Linked DNA regions of Sus scrofa: all the other regions are linked to region 3. A link is a contact called in public HiChIP or PLAC-seq data. All regions are on one chromosome and are shown on one strand. Each heading gives the region's core, a stretch centred on a gene start, on an enhancer-like site or on the middle of the called end of the contact. The rest is flanking DNA. Distances are from core to core; before and after follow the strand shown.

Region 1 (3,293 bases), core at 199-2,698, 250 kb after region 3:
TCACCCAAGTTTTTACTATCTGTGTATTTTTTGTGGTTTTTTTTGTTGTTTTTGGCTTTTTAGGTGGAAGTTCCCAGGCTAGGGGTCAAACAGAGATACAGCTGCTGGCCTACACCACAGTTCACTGCAACACCAGATCTTTACTTGTTCACTGAACAAGGCCAGGGATCGAACCCGCAACCTCATGGTTCCTAGTCAGATTTGTTTCTGCTGCACCAGGACAGGAACTCCTATCTGTGTATATTTTAAGAACCTCCCGGAGATAGCATAATCCGAGAAGGGGGAGGTTATGTATCTAGTATCCAGGAATAATGGGAGCTACAACTTGCTGATCAGAATGGAGCCAGACATTCAGTTTATGTCTACAGTGGTTGGTAGGTTTTTGAAATGGTAAGCAGCAATGCACTTCCAAGGAGTTCACTCTACTGCTCAGGCCTCACCAGGTAACTGGGGGCAAAAAAAAAAAATGTAAAATCTTTGGCTACATTCCTAATTTTTACTTCTACTTTACATAATCAATTTCTAAGACATAACGTTTTCCTCTGTTCTGTTTTCCCCTCTCCCTGTAGCTTTGGTTCCCACTGACTTTGAATTTCCTCTTGCCTGTTTTTCTTCTTCTAATGATTTTTATTTTTTTCCATTATAGCTGGTTTACTGTGTAAATCCTATTTTTCTTGGCTTTATTTGGTTGTTGGCCTGGAAAAAGGTACAGGAGTAGCCCAGCTGGAGCATGACCTGGGTTCTGGGCATTCTTCACACTGGGTTAGATTGAGTATGTGACCTCCTACAGGGAATTACTTTGGAGAACACCACCTCCTTGGATATATTTGGAACTCTGGTATTTTTTCTTTGAAAAAAATTTTTATGTAACTCTTATTATCTTCACCCCGTGCTAACGTGTGTTTTTGTTATTATGGAAGATAAATAGACACAGAGGCTTGTTTTATAGTTCTTGTTGTAGCCCCACCCCCTTTAGTTTGTCTTAACTGTTTGTCTTCTGAAGCAGGATGCGGTCTTTTACTTCTCTTCCTGGTACTGATGCTGTAGCTATTAACCATTTATGGCCTAACAGTCTCTTGCTCTCAAGAGGCTAATATTTTGATGACTAGGGCACTCTTAGTTAAACACCAGTAACAGTTTAAGAGCAATACAGACTGGAGTGCAACTAAGTGCCCAAGTATGTGGCTCAAGGGTAGGCATCACCAACCTTCCCACATAACAAAGTCTGTGTGGCAGAGAAAAGTAATGACTGTTCATCCCGACGGAGCCCCTTGTCCCTCCCACACAAACACACCTTTATCAGAGACATTTGATTCTTTCTTCCAAACTTCTTGGCTCTTATGCCTTCCTCCCAGCGTCTGAAAGCCCAAGAAGGGAAATGGGGGAGGGGGGCGTGCCCCTCGCTTCCGCACTGGTCTGTCCCAGGCAGTCTGGGGGAAGTGCTGGATGAGCTGCCCCAGTCCAGCTGCAACCGACTCAGGTCCCGGCCCCTGCACTTTGCTCTCCTGCTTTTCTATAAGTCCCGAGGCCCTGGTGGGGAGTGGGCGTGGGAGTAGCCCAAGCTGAGGCTAGGAGGTCCTCCCGTACTGTTCAGAGGGCCCCAAGCGATAGCCACGTTCAGATTCTGGCTGGAAGCCAGGGGAGGGAGCTTGGGGTAAGGGGAGGGCCCTGAGGGAGGGGTCAGACTCTTTAGGAAAGAGTTAATGGGAAGAGGGGGAGGGGATAGGACGAAGAGACCGAAGGGAAGGCTCAGGTAGGAAAAGCAAGGAGGAGGGAAGCCTGGCGGGGGGAGAAAAGAGCCTGCAGCATCAGAGGGGGTCAGAGTTAGGGGGTTTCCCCCCTGCTGCACCCTCATCCTAGGGCCGCCAACTTCCTGCCGCGGCGGCGACTTTCAGTTTCATTTCCACGGACCCTCCTGCCTGGGCCGCAGCCACCGCCGCGATGCCCAGTAAGTTCAACTGCCGGCAGCTCCGGGAGATGGGCCAGCGCTTCGAGGATTTCCTAGTCGCTGAGGGACTGGACATGGAGACAGATCGCGAGCGGCTCCGGACCATTTATAACCGGGACTTCAAGACCAGGTACGGGATCGGCCCACTGCCCGGCCCCGAATCGCCGGCCCCGCTTGCCGCCACGACCCCCTCGGCGGGGCCACCCTTCCCGCCCCAGGGCGCGGAGGGACGCAGCTCCCCCAGTGGCTCCGGCCGGTCCCGGGGCGGCTCAGCCCCCCTCCCGCGCAGTGCCCACGCCCCGCCCGCGCCGCCAGCGCCGCCCGCTGCCCGCCGGCTCTGCCCGGGCCGGGCCCCTGCGCCGAGTCCCCGCGAAGACCCTCCCCTGCAGCCGTCTCCCCGGGCGGCACGGGACCCTGCGGGGAAGCGGGGTGCAGCGCCCACGCGCCGCCTGCGGGGGCTGGGAAGGGGGGACAGCGCTCGGCGTGGGGGAGGGGAGCTCGAGAGGGGGCCCGGGCTCCGCGGGAGCGCGGGGAGTAAGCTGATGGCGCCAGCTTTACGGGGACCTCCGCCCCCTTGTTGAGGGGCTGCTTCCTCGGGCGTTCACTATCTCAGAGAGCTGAAGAGACCCAGTGTAGGAAAAGGAGTGTCAGGGAGCTCGGGGAGGAGAAGGGCGCAAACTGCGTACGTACCAAACCTCCATTAGCACCTGTGGCTTCTCCATGGAGACCCGGGCCGGGGCCAGTCTCCTGGAGGCCCCTTCCCATCCTGTGGCAGAAGGCTGTTGTGTTCCCCTTGGCTGTTTCCATCCAAGTGAAACATCAAAGAGACCTCTCTGTCAAACCACAGAATTGTGCCTCAGAAACACCTCGATCAACAGGCTGCAATCTTGGGCCAAAGACCGAGAAACAATTTAACAGGAATAAGTGTAAAGATTTATACAAATAAACATGAGGTGGTGGAAATTTAGGCTTAATAACAGACCTCTTGAAAAAGACCTGTGTTGAGGCAGACCAAAAGGCAAGTATGGCCAGCTGAAAGAGCCAAAAAAGTGTTAGACTCTGTTAACAGAAGCGTGGTTTGGGGTGGAGGGAGGAGGTAAGTGATTCTCCAGATTAACCAGGTCATATCAGGAATATTGTTTTCCATAAGGAGTGGCACGTTTTCAGAGGGACATTAACAGGCTTGAGCAACATCTGAAGAAGAGGCAAAAATGATGCCCTGTTTTATGCCTCCCCGCGCCCGTGCTGGGCACTGTGGGGAACACAAAGATGAAAAAGGCACAATCCCAAGGGAGCAGAAGAGGCTATGATATGCATACAGTATATGCATGAGGATTATAATAGA
Region 2 (3,660 bases), core at 1,033-3,532, 190 kb after region 3:
AATTCCATGAGGATAAGCTAAACCAACATCCTGTTACAAAGGTTTAAAACTACTCCCTAATTATCTTGGTTAAATACAAACCAGTGTTTCAAATTAGAGGGAAGGAAACAGTGTATTTGGTATGTCAGCTAGAGAAGCAAAAGAGCCTAAAGAGAATAGCAACAAACTAAGGAGCTCCCAGACCTGATTCACTGAAAACCTGGACCAGATTCTTCACTTCAAATAACTATCTCATAAACACTTTGGGTTTTAGAAATAAATAGAAATCTATAAAGTCATTGACTCTCATCTAAATGGTGTATCTAGTTAATATGTAAAATAAGATAAAATAAAATAAAATAAAACCGATATACTCAATAAGGAACTTTTCACTGAGTGTACAAACCACAAAACTTCATTAACCTGTAACAGAAACATCAAATTAGCTTTTTCATTCTAAGAAGGCCAATTTATTATGTTTTAGTGTTAGTTGTATCTGAATTTCCATACTATTTCTTAAAAAATCCGAAATATTTCAGAACATTATCTCACAGTCTTTCGATTGAAAAGGAGACATTTGCCTTCTCTTGCTACAGAAAAATAAACTACGGTGCTGTCAGTCACAATCCTCACAAAACAGAAATACTTCCATCTTAATCTGAGGTTGCCAACTTGTAATGACATAAAAAAAGGCCCTGGCTCCCATCCACTTTTCCTGGCTACAGCTAAAGAATAATATTTGCAGAATCCAAGCGATCATCACCTCTTACACGTCTTCTGTCGGCACCACAAATGTCGAAAGAACTAAGAACCCACTGCTGTTTGTGGCTCTTTTTCTTTTGACTTCCTGTACTATTCTATTCTATTACTCAAGATAAAGCCTAAAACAGAACGGACAAAAACAGCACGAAAACAATTTCTTGACAAAACTATTTTAAAACATGAGAATGGTTGGCTAGGATCGTGGTGTTTTCTTTCTTTTAGATTTTTGTTGTCTGGGTATATGGATTCTCAGTTGAGCGGCAGGAGAATTAAAGGAACTTTTTTCAAGGCATCCTACCAGTGATGGGTGTTTATAAATTCTGCATCCAAGTCTGAAAACGCTCTCATCTGTCCTACCACCTGAAGCTTACAGTTTTTCAGGTGCGTTTTTGCTCGGGTGAACAACTGACGAGAGAGGGCGGAACTTCAAGAGCTCTAGGGAGGAGCCGGTAGCTGCAGCTCAGGTTTGACAATCAGCTGCGAAGCGGAGACCCAAGAGAAAAAGAACCCACTCGCTCACCGGCTCATTCTACGAAGCCCTCCAAAAACTATTGAGAATCTCTGCCCTTTGGTCCTCGCCCCCCGCACCTCTCCTGGCCCCCTTCCCGCCCTCGGGGAGCTCTGGGCCTCTCACCCGCTGCCAAATTCTCACACAGCCTCAGCGGGACCCTTAGAGCGTAAAGCAGCCCCAGCCCCGCCACGAACCACAGCGAGGCCCCAGTGCCCGCCAGGCCGGCGCGTAGCCGCTCCCTCCAGCCCAGCGAAGGGCTCAGGCCGGGAGCAGGTGCTGGAGGAGATGCCGCAGCAGTTGCTGCTTCACCTACGCCGTCACCGTCCGCCATCTTGCCGCTCTCGCAGGCGCCGCGAGTTGGGAGGGTTAGAAGGGCAGGAAACCGGGAGTCGGGAATCCTGGGATAGTGGAGGACCTGAAGTTGGCCTCCGTGAAGGCTGAGAGCCCCAGGGAGCCAGGACCGAGAAGATTTGGAAGGTGGAGGAGTGTTCCAAAATAGGGCTACCTATTCCTTCCGAGGGCGGGAAGGGCCGGATAGCGGCAGCTATTGGACGGAGATGTGACCCCGAAGTGAAGTGTTTTGCCTCCATACGAGTGAGTCACGATTCACCCCATCCCTGGGGTTGAAAAGCCACCGACCGTTTCAGAGTCCGAGCAGTACTCAGCCCTTTGGACTCGGCTGCATGGATAGCTTTGGTACTGGGAAAATCTACCGGAGCAGCAACTGCCGTTTGGTCAGCTGGAGCGTGGGCGCCAATACCAGTCGAAACACGCACCTAGCGTCCCACAGATGAATGGGGAAATGAATGCAACTCAGTGCGAAAGATACTAGACTTAAAGTTATTTTAGGCAAGCCGACTTACTGGAGTCCCGGCGCCAAAGCCATCCCCCCGCCCGTAACTGACATGGCGCCCTCGCGGTCAGCGTTTCCGGGCGGGTCCTTCCGACGGCTTTCGCTGTGATTCCATCACTCGGCTTCCTTCCCGGCCTGCCTCGCGCCAGGCCCCGGCTCAGCCAGAGCAGCCCAAGATGGCCGACTTCGAGGATCGGGTGTCGGATGAGGAGAAGGTAAGGGGTCCGCCTTTCTCTCACCTGCTCCCGCGACAGGGAACCGCGCCCCGACCTGGCTGACGTGGGAACCCTGGCTGTGCCCCCAGGAGAAAGAAGCCTCTCGGCCTGTGCTGGCATATGCTCTCCGCAGTCGGGACGCTTCCTTCTTGAGGGGCTTTCCTCTGCCTCACGGTGGCCCCAGTTCCCCATTCCTCAAGTCTCTTTTCCTCCGGGCCTGAGGCACAGCCCAGTGGCCTTCCTGCGAGAGAAGAGACTCCGTTATTGAACCGTGACCATGGGCTCTTTTTTTTTTTTTTTTTTTGTAATTATAGAGAGGGGGCGACAATGGTCGCGACATAGGCAGTTATTTTACCGCCTTGAGCTGTTGGGGCTCACCCCATCCCCCCATTTTAAGGTATGATTGGGGCTAGTTTAGGGCGAGTCACTTCCTGGTCGGGGTGGCCTCTTAACTTCCCCTTTACTCCTCCTTCCTCAGGAAGTGATTTTGCTGTCACGATTCCTCGACTGGGAGAGGTCCCTAAAATGTTGGCTGACTATCCACACACACCTCTCTTCCCACATACTATGGGCTGAACTAATAGGCAGTAATAAATGTGTGAGCCTCAGAACATTTGCTTCAGAATTTGAACTTCCCTGTAGACACTCCCTGGATTGTATGTATACGCTTCCCCCCCGCCCGTGATTCCATCCCTTGCTTCTTACATCCTCTTAACGATATTTTCTGAAAAATAATTTTCAAATTTTTTTGTTAACAAATCAAGAACAGCCAACGGATTTTTCCCTTTAACTCAAAGGTTTTATGTAGAACATACTACTCATGTTAACACATTCAAGTCTGGACAAAGCATCTTCTTTGATGCTCCACTGTGGTGTCTTTGATTATAGTTGAACTTGAGAGTGTGCAATTTGTGCACTTACTTATTAAAAAGTGTCTTAAATACAAGAGAATATTCTACCTTAGGTGGAATAACTTTTTTCCTGACAGCTGCACACCTTAACAGTTTGTCAGGCCTTTTAGTAACTATGTTAAAGATTTTAGAACCTCTGGAAATTACAGTAATTTCACTACATAACAGGACAAGAATTATGTCTTGTTTCACGCAGTGGCTTTTACAAAATGTGCACTCTTGAATGCTCTGTAAATGTATCTGGCCTCTTTCCTTTTTTAATAAGAGAGATTGGGATGAGAAGGGGACTATTTACCATCCAAGAGTAGTCAGTACAGAACAATTTGGTATGACATACTTAGATATACCATGTCATTTTGAAATGCTGAGGAATATGCTAAACAGAAGCCATTGAACAACACTTCAACATTAGATTTTTCTCTTACTTGG
Region 3 (3,529 bases), core at 911-3,410:
ATTGCTGGGAAACCCCATAATCTAGGAGAGTAGTACAGAATGGATCCTGCCTCAGACCCATAGCCACCAATACCCCTCGCCAAGGAACTAAAACGTCAACACCTTGATTTCAGACTTCTAGCATCCTGATTGAGTGAGAATACGTTTCTGTTGTTTTAAACCCCCCAGTTTGTAGTAATTTGTTACAGCAGCACTAGGAAACTAATACAACTTGTGGCAGCAGGAGGAATCCTACAGAACTCCCAGATTTGTTTACTTCCAGTCTAAAGCACTTATACTCCACCATTTCCTCCCCAAACCAACCATAAACATTTAGGTACACCTACCTAGGAAGTTTACCAATTTGGAGAAAAATTAACACACTCTATAATCTTTAGCACTTCTTAATAAATTGTTACCAGACACACAGTAGGCATCTAATAAATACTTACTGCCACATTGATAAAATAATAGACATAAAAATGCTAAGTTGTGATAGAAAATAAATAGCCAATAAGGACAACAAGCACAGGGAACTATACTTAATACTTTGTAATAAACTTTAAGAGAAAAGAATCTGAAAAAGAATATATATATATACACACACAAATGTATATACGTGCATATATATACATATATGTATAACTGAATCACTGTGCTGTATACCTGAAACTAACACCACGACATTGTAAGTCAACTATATTTCCATTTTTTTTTTTTTTTTTGTCTTTTGTCTGTTGTTGTTGTTGTTGTTGTTGTTGTTGCTATTTCTTGGGCCACTCCCGCAGCATATGGAGGTTCCCAGGCTAGGGGTTGAATCGGAGCTGTAGCCACCGGCCTACGCCAGAGCCACAGCAACGCGGGGGGGGCCGCGTCTGCAACCTACACCACAGCTCACAACAATGCCAGATCGTTAACCCACTGAGCAAGGGCAGGGACCGAACCCGCAACCTCACGGTTCCTAGTCGGATTCGTTAACCACTGCGCCACGACGGGAACTCCTCCATTTTTAAAAATTAAATTCAAATGGTATGTTTAAAATGATATGTTGTTATACAAATTTAAAATATTACAAACCCACTTTCAACCTCTGTGTACACCTTTGTACCACACTCTAAATTTATGCACACATTTTATATATTTGAAGCATCACAAAACTTCAAGTTCACAAGACCTGCTTCTTTCACCAGCTCCAGAGGTGATAAATTAAAAGGAGAGCAATCTGAATACCCTTAGGACACTGAATCCGACAAAGCAAGGATGATCTCATTTTGGCTGGGTCCTCCCACACTCAGGAATGGACATGTGGGAGCTCAGGGAGTCAAGGGAGCTGCTATAAAGGAAGTAGGCACCAGGTCAGCCTGGGAGTAGAGCTGGGTGGTGGTAGGTTAACAAAGGGAAGGAGGGGCAGGAGGGAGGAGCTGATTCACTGGGACAACTTAGAGTGACTCACTCAGAAGCCAGCAGAAAATAGCCTGTTCTCCCACATCTGCCTCATTGTCAGGCAATGAAGCACTTCCTCATTGCACACCCATAACGCAGGGCAAAGGGGAGGAGGAGGAAATGGGATTTTTCAAATTCGTGGGCCTAGTCCAGCACTTAAACTCTGTTTTTAACCATTCCGGACATTTTGTTTCAAGTGAAGTCAGTATGTATTGAGCACCTACTGTGTTCCTGGCCCTTCATCTTGCCTTTCAGATTGTCAGTCTCCTGCATACGGAGAATGATGCTCTTCTGAAGTTCTCTACATCCTACTTTGTTACTTCAAAAGCACTTGGGCTGCTGTTGAGCACCTCAGTACGGTCTTTTTGTCCTTCTTATATAGAGATGATCCTCTCAAGCCTACAGTCAACAGGGGGAGGGAAGGAGCTTTTTTCTGTCTCCAATGCTGTTTTTAGCCATCCACTCTCTGGACCAGTCCTCCTTATAGGAGCAGATGTGCAGAATGTAGCATAGTTCACTGATCCTTGTTGGAAATTATTTACCATTTACTACCTCTATGGCTTTACTTGATTTCTCTGAATCTCTATTATCTCATCTGTAAAATGGACAGAGTGCTATCTATCTTACAGGTTAGGAAATATTTTTCATATGGTAGTGAAGATTAAATAAGATACCATTATGTGAAAGTAACTGGCACAGTGATGACACTAATATTGGTTTATTTTCTTCAGTCTTCCCTCTTGATCACACAGACTGACCACATCCCTCCACTAGACTGTAAACTGCTTGAGGACAGGGCTGCATCTGGCTTGAAGCAGTCTGCCTGGGTGAGTACCTGACCCCTAATACTGTTTTGCTTAATAAGAACTGTGAAGATTAGAATAATATTATTAAAATTTACACTATTTATGCATCATATTGTAAGTATTTATTACATTATACCTAAAAATAACAGGTCATTGAATCAATCTGTGAAGTGGAAAATGAATCCAGAAACCTTGACCTCAGGAAGGGATGCATCCTCTCCCCTCTCTGGATTATTTGGTCCTGGTAGGGCTTGCTGCCACCAGCAAGATCTGCATTTCTGTGTTCGCAAGGGACAGACATTCCTTGCATCCTCTACTGTTCTTTGTCCCAACGCCACTGCAAAAGCCCTAGCCCGGGGTGTACTGGGGCCAGGGACACAAGAAAACCTAGACAACCAGATTTTATTCGTTCCACCCCCACCTGGAAGGCAGGTCGGGCCGGGTTTGTGCTCTTCCGGAGCCACCCGTGTCCCGGCTCCCCGCCCGGAGGGGTCCAGAGCTACTATTCTCTTCTAAAAGTAATGTGAAAAGAGAAGTGGGGGGGATGGTCCTCCGGGTTTTGCATCTTTGCGTCCTTGCTTCTAGCAGAAGCTCATCCAAGGAAAAAAAGAGCAGGCAAGCCATGTTACCAGGTTTTCAACAATTATTTCTAAAATAGACACTAAAGCACACTTCACTTATTAACATTTTGGATGAAATGAAACATTAATATGCCCGATCAATCAGGGCACCGGAAACCGGCCTTTCCTAAGCTTCCCGTACCACGACGGTAAACACTAGCCACAGTCCTGTTCAGGAGCCGCATCGAAGGAGGAAAGTTGCAGAAGCCCGGCGGGGAGAGGCGCGAGCCCACCCGGGAGCCCCGGCCGGAGAACGGCGCTTCCTCCCGGAAATGACGCGCACTCAATCCCAGCTTGGCTCTCCCCAAACAAAAGGGATCCAGGGGCCCCGGGAGGAGCGTAAATGACATTGGAGAAGCCCCGCCTCCAGCCGACTCGGATTGGTGCGGGGGCTGAAGAGACGAGGAGACGACTGGCCCTGCGGAATGCCAATGCCCCCGCCTGGCGGTTGAGGGGCGGGGCCTCCGGGGGCAGTGGATGCAGCGGCTGGCGGAGGCGGCCGGGAGCCGAGTCCAGAGCGCAGGGAAAAGGTAGGAGCCACTGGTGCTGGGGCTTGGCGGTGGCTGGGAGTCCGGATTCTCGAGAGAAGAGCAAGGGTAGGACCACTGGAGTCCTCCCGCCACCGTCCCAAATGCCACTCGCGCCCATCCCTTGAGGGGGCGGGGCGGTCTCCTCTACCTC

What was found. HiChIP or PLAC-seq counts read pairs in DNA pulled down with a chosen protein or histone mark.
Region 1: a contact with region 3 is called in an H3K27ac HiChIP or PLAC-seq map of alveolar macrophages. The contact joins the promoter of MOV10 here to the promoter of CTTNBP2NL in region 3. A contact is called at or near these places in 1 of 5 promoter capture datasets (fetal skeletal muscle) and 1 of 2 datasets of contacts at active chromatin or transcription factors (alveolar macrophages).
Region 2: an H3K27ac HiChIP or PLAC-seq map of alveolar macrophages shows a contact between it and region 3. The contact joins the promoter of CAPZA1 here to the promoter of CTTNBP2NL in region 3. A contact is called at or near these places in 2 of 5 promoter capture datasets (fetal skeletal muscle and liver), 20 of 47 Hi-C or Micro-C datasets (alveolar macrophages, blood, brain and 13 more) and 2 of 2 datasets of contacts at active chromatin or transcription factors (alveolar macrophages and skeletal muscle).

The regions. Positions count from the first base shown.
Region 1 is chr4:107,762,028-107,765,320 of Sscrofa11.1, reverse strand. It overlaps MOV10 (putative helicase MOV-10), which reads left to right and starts at 1,448. Exons shown (of 20, transcript XM_005655442.3): 1 at 1,448-2,078. The coding sequence starts at 1,942.
Region 2 is chr4:107,820,428-107,824,087 of Sscrofa11.1, reverse strand. It overlaps CAPZA1 (F-actin capping protein subunit alpha 1), which reads left to right and starts at 2,282. Exons shown (of 10, transcript NM_001097454.1): 1 at 2,282-2,320. The coding sequence starts at 2,282. It overlaps ST7L (suppressor of tumorigenicity 7 protein-like), which reads right to left and starts at 1,610. Exons shown (of 17, transcript XM_013988151.2): 1 at 1,376-1,610. The coding sequence starts at 1,583.
Region 3 is chr4:108,011,395-108,014,923 of Sscrofa11.1, reverse strand. CTTNBP2NL (CTTNBP2 N-terminal-like protein) reads left to right here and starts at 2,160. Exons shown (of 6, transcript XM_003125850.4): 1 at 2,160-3,378.